2 separate regions of the Sus scrofa genome follow, and region 1 is linked to region 2. The links are chromatin contacts, called in public Hi-C maps. All regions are on one chromosome and are shown on one strand. Each heading gives the region's core, a stretch centred on a gene start, on an enhancer-like site or on the middle of the called end of the contact. The rest is flanking DNA. Distances are from core to core; before and after follow the strand shown. Region 1 has its middle 34 kb from the start of PTP4A2. Region 2 holds the start of ADGRB2 (adhesion G protein-coupled receptor B2).

What was found. A called contact is a pair of places that touch in the nucleus more often than the background predicts.
Region 1: a contact with region 2 is called in a Hi-C map of epiblast stem cells, with 1.6 times the contacts expected there. The contact joins the enhancer-like site here to the promoter of ADGRB2 in region 2. A contact is called at or near these places in 4 of 47 Hi-C or Micro-C datasets (embryonic fibroblasts, epiblast stem cells, heart right ventricle and 1 more).

What each region holds. Positions count from the first base shown.
Region 1 is chr6:88,464,711-88,467,410 of Sscrofa11.1, forward strand. No RefSeq gene overlaps it. Among named protein-coding and RNA genes, the nearest start is that of PTP4A2, 34 kb to the left of the region's middle. Within about 2 kb of position 1,336, at least 55 of the 83 cell types and tissues checked have an H3K27ac peak or open chromatin away from gene starts, as enhancers often do. A contact at or near this core is called in embryonic fibroblasts, epiblast stem cells and retroperitoneal adipose tissue, where this site is marked.
Region 2 is chr6:88,292,259-88,294,958 of Sscrofa11.1, forward strand. It overlaps ADGRB2 (adhesion G protein-coupled receptor B2), which reads right to left and starts at 1,261. Exons shown (of 31, transcript XM_021095787.1): 1 at 1,024-1,261.

The DNA.
Region 1 (2,700 bases), core at 86-2,585, 170 kb after region 2:
GATCCACCAAGGGATCTTCTTTTTAAGAATTTGTTTGTTTTCATTTGGGGATATTTTGGCTGTGCCCCCAGCATGTGGTAGTTCCTGGGCCAGGGATAGGACCTGTGCTGCAGCAGTGACCCGTGTCGCTGCAGTGTAAATGCCAATCCTTACCCCACTGGGCCACAAGGGAACTCCAAAATGCTAGTTGCTTCATATTACAGAAGCTGATCCTCTGGTCTAGCGCCTGTGTGTCCTTAAGTCCGATATTATTATTATTATTTTTTTGCTTTTTAGGGCTACACCTGTGCCATATGGAGGTTCCCCAGGCTAGGGGTCGAATCAGATCTACAGCTGCCAGCCTACACCACAGCCACAGCAACGCCCACTTAACCCATTGAGCAAGGTCAGGGACCGAACCCACAACCTCATGGTTCCTAGTCGGATTCGTTTCCGCTGCGCCATGACAGGAACTCCAAGTCCGCTACTACTGTTATTAGTGTTCCATGGCACTCAGGAGGCACTGTGTAAAGATTACTTTCCCAGTCTCTTTGGACCCTCTCCTCAGACCAGACCACCTCTGCATCCTCTCCAGCTTTCAGATGTGTTGGCCTCCCAGACCAAGGAGGGCGCGGGTGAATCTGCATCCATCTCAGCACCCCCTTTTCCACCTTGGTTTTTGCCTCTCTCCTGGACTGAATGACGAGGGGAGAGGGCCTGGGCCTGGCCCCCAGGGGCTCCTCTGGGGACGGAGATGGGAAAAGGCAGGGAATGCGTCAGCCCTGATGCAATCGCAGGCTCATTGCTTGGCCCACGTCCTCCTCTTTGGGTGTTTACCGGAGCCTGGATTCCACAGGAACCCTTGGACGTGTGCACGAACAGTGGGGGCGGGCAGCACACAAAATTGTCCCTGCTTTGGGGACAGTTTAGGGAGAAAGTGATAGCACGCCCGCCTGGCCTCACGCACCCTGGGCTCAGGAACACAAAAGAGATACCAGGTGTCGAATCCAGAGGGAGGGGCAGGGAAGACAGGCTCGAGGAGGGGCACTAACCACGGGCTGCTGCCAGGGCCGGCTTCCAGACCAGCTCCGGGAGGCCCCATGAATAGGTCCTTTATCCCTGAGCTTAGAAGCTCAGGAGAGGGCCCCCTGAAAGGGGGTCTCAGGTGACAAGGAGCCTCAGAACGAGCCAAGAGGATCCTGTGCCTTCCTTCCCAGGAGAAATCCTCGCTGGAGAAAAGCTTGTTTACCAATCCTTTGCTAAGGATCTTCATTTGAGGGGCCCCTCACCAGCCCCGCAGCCTTGCTGGGTCACCTAGAGACACTCTCAGAAGCGCAGAGTCGCACCGGGTAAAGAACACAGGCTTTTGGCAGTCACTTCTCAGAACTTCCAGTTACTGGCTGGATGCCCTAGGCAAGTGACTTCACCTCTCTAACTCTCAACTTCCTCGTGTCAAAGGGGATAATCAGAGTAGCTGACTTCAGAGATAAAGTCCTTAGGCCCTCAGAACAGGGCCTGATGAGGGCGAAAGTACTCAGGAACAGTTACATATTGTTATTGTTATTAAGGCACAGCCAGAGGCAGAGAGGAAAAGGATCCCAGCCACAGCTGCTTGCTCCCTAGCCACACTTTAGAATCCCCTCCTGCTTCCAGAGACTTCGTTCTCTTCTTTCCCCCCCTTGAAGATGGGGCCTAATTGTCCTTCTTTCAATATCTAATGACTGTTTCCCAGTTAGCAGGAAAGCATCCGAGCACTCCTCCCCCAGAGGTGTGAAACCCAGTAAGCAAAGCTTGCTCAAGCTCCTGAGTCATTCAGCAAAACCAGCCCAAGATAATCAGTGGATCAAGGAAACCAGACGCAGAGTGGGGAAAACCCAGTAAAACCCAGCCCCAAAGCCTGGGCCTCCTCGCAGGGCAACACCCTCTGCTCGCCCCTAGGAGGAGGAGTTTTCATTCGGGTTCCACAAACAAGCCAGCACCTGGCCCCTGAGTCCTCCCCAGGCCCTCCTGTACCCAGAACAGGACCTCAGCTACGCCTGGGTCTCTAGCCCACAGCCAGGCCTTCCCATGGAAACTTCTTTGACACAAACTTTATCTACCCCCCACCCCCCCAGGCTTGTACCTGTAGCATATGGAAGCTCCCAGGCTAGGGGTCAAATTGAAGCTGCAGCTGCTGGCCTACACCACAGCCACTGCAACACCAGATCCAAGCTGTGTCTGCAACCACAGCCTTTGGCAATACCAGATCCTTAACCCACTGAGCCGGCCAGGGATCGAAACTGAATTCTCATGGATACTAGATAGATTCTTTACCTGCTGAGCCACAGCGGGAACTCCCAAACTCTTTTTTTTTTTTTTAATCTTTTTCAGCTGCACCCATAGCATATGAAGTTCCCACGCCAGCAATCAAATCTGAACTGCAGCTGCACCCTACACCACAGCTGGGGCAATGCCAGATCCTTAACCAGCTGGGACACAGCAGGAACTCCAACATAATCTCTTTGCCCATGGACAAATTTTCTCTTTCCTGCCACACCCCAGTCCTAGGGAGAGTCAGCACCCTGCCTCCCATCCTCCCCGCCCACTCATTTCTTTGGCCCAACCACTCCACTCCCATTACACTCATCAATGACCCCTTAGTTGCCAAATCTAAAAGACTGTCTCCAGGCCTTTCCTTCTTGCCCTCTCCAAACACTAACTGAAACAGCCAAGACATGGAAA
Region 2 (2,700 bases), core at 11-2,510:
GAGGACGCCCAGGGGCCCGGCCGGCAGCTGGCGAGGCGGGCAGGCGGGCAGCATCTCTCGGCCCGGGAGCCCCTCCCCCCGCAGGCACCAGACCCTTCGCCTGCTCTGCACCGGCCGTGGCGCGGAGGACTTCCCTCGGACCCAGCAGACTGCGGGAGTGGTCACCAACTTCACAGCCTACATCCCACCTCCCCCCATCACGCCAGCCCCCGGGGCTGCGGGAGGGTGCGTTTGGTGCCCGGCTCCATACCCAGGGGTGGGAGGAGAGGAATGGGGGATGGACAGAGACTCCGACCAAAGATGAACAAGGAAGGCAGGGATGTGGGGCCAGTCGAGATCCCGGCTGAAGGGGAGGGGGCTCGGACCAGACATGGGGGACACGGCCCCAAGTCCAGGCTGAGGGGGAGGGGACTTGCAGCAGAGACTGGCAAGGGATAGCGGGACTCCGGACAGATATGGGGGAGGGGGCAATCAGGACAGAAATAAGAGGGGAAGCATGGTCCGCGTACCGACGCGGGGAAAGGCAGTAACTACGGGGCAGACATGGATGGGGACAGGAAGGACTCCGTGGAGAGATGAAGTGGAGGGGAGGTGCAGGGTCCGGCATCCAGACGAGGATTGGGAGATGGGGGAGACACAGTAAGCTGCAGGTTGGACAGAGGGGCTCTAATCAAGGGTGGTGGTCGCACCTCCGGATCCAGGCTTAGATTGGGAGAGAACAGAGACAGCGATGCGAGTCGGTCTGGGTCAGGACCGGGGGTGGGGCGAGGGGCTATGGCAGAGATGGATGGGGGGGTGGCAGAAAAGGGACTCACCAGAGATGAAGGGGACCTCGGCCCCAGGCTTGTAAGTTCCCCAAAAGATGGGAGTGGGTAGATGCTGAACGAACTCAGTTCGGGCGGGGGAGAATTTAGCAGAGGCGGGCTGGGGGAGCGCCCCAGTCCGGGCCGGTGCGGAAACTCGGGACCGCGCCGGGAGGGCTCGGTGAGGGGGCCGGGTCGGGGTCTGGGGCCGAGCACTCACCTGGGCGCCGTCAGCAGCAGGAGCGGGGGCCGGCGCTGGCGGAGGCGGCCACGGGGCGCAAGTTTGCCATCCCTAAGGCGGGGGCTTGGCCGGGCGCGGGGCAGCTCGCTGCAGCCGCGCGGAGGGCCGAAGCTCCCGCTCCGCGGAGCGGCGGGTGCAGAAAAGGCGCCGCGGAGCAGCGCGGGGCGGGCGGGCGCCGGGCCGGGCGCGGGCTCCTGCCACCGCCTCCTCGCCACGCCGCCCCCACCGCCCCCCCCGCTCCCCCGCCCCCGAGCACCGCCCGCGCTGCTCGCCGCCTCCTATTCGCGGGCGGCGGCCGCAGCCCCGGGCTCTAAAAGCCGGCGCCGCATCCTCCTCGGTCTCCGCGCGCCGTCGCCGCCACCGCCGCCGCCAAACCGGGTTCCTCCGGCCGCTCCGGCCGCTGCCCGCAGCGCGCGCCGGGCCGAGTGACGGCCGAGGCGGGACGCGGCGCCTGCGCGGGCCAGGCCCGGGAGGGGGCGCGCGCCGGGCTGGGCGCGAGGAGCCGCGGGAGAAGGGGCGGGGGGGCGGGGGCGACGCGCGCCGCCTCCTGTTAAAGGGGGAGCAGCGCCAGCCGAGCCAAGCGCACCCTCCCCCTCCCCGCCCTGGGCCCCAGGCGCCGGCGCGGGAGAAGCCCCGGGTAAGCCCCCGCCCCTCCCTCAGCCTCCTGGACCGCAGCATGAGAAGATCCGCGGCGCCCCTCCGGAGATACCCCAAACCGAAGGCATCCTGCGCATCCGGGGTCTCCGGGGCCCCGAGGGCTGAAGCATTTGCTCCCCCTCCCCCATGTGCGCTACAAATTGCATATCCTTGTGCATGCAGGTGCCATTCGTGTGCGCTGAACTTTGCACATGCTTATGCATACAGGTGCCCTGGGTGTGCACTGCAATGTTGCCTGACTCTGTGCATGCAACTGCTGCACACATGCACAGTGCGTTAATGTGTGCTCAGGTCCAGAATGCATGTTGCTTGTTCCTGTGGGTAGGGATGCTATAGATGTGCAAGCTTACAAGTGCCACATATGTGCTGAAGGCTGTACGTCAGTGTACATATGTACACTGCAGTGTGATATATTTGGTGCATACTCTCGTAAACTCGGCAGCGTTGCATGTCGGTAGGCACAGGGAAGCTACACGTGTGCAGGGTGTTTCATGTTTTCCTGAGCGGCTGTCTATTCCCACAAGTGCCTTTCCGTGTGCCAGGGGCGCCCCCATGTTGCATCTGTTTGTGTAGAAGCAGCAGAAAGATATAGGCCTGCCCCCTCCCCATCCTGGCAGCCAGCGTGCTCAGGGACATTTGGGTGGGGCCAGAGCCCACACGGTAAAGGCGGCACTCAGGGAGATGCCTTTGGCTCCGGCCTCTGGTCCGGTGGGTGGTTTGTGGCCTGACCATGTTGCCACCAGAAAGGTGGGTAGACCAGGACACACCACTTCCGCCAAAGACAAGTAGGTTAATCTGATGGCTCTGGTCAGAGGAGGAGCCAGCAGGGGGCAGCTTTGCAGTGAGGGTGGGATGGTTTCAGGAACCCTACTTTCCGAAGGTTCTCTGGCCAGGAGGGTGCCAAACCTGGGGAGCAAGGAGGTCCCCAACCCCCCCAATCCCAACCCCACCCCTCCACTGAGGCCACTTGAGTTGTGTCTCCTGGGAGAGAGGGGCAAG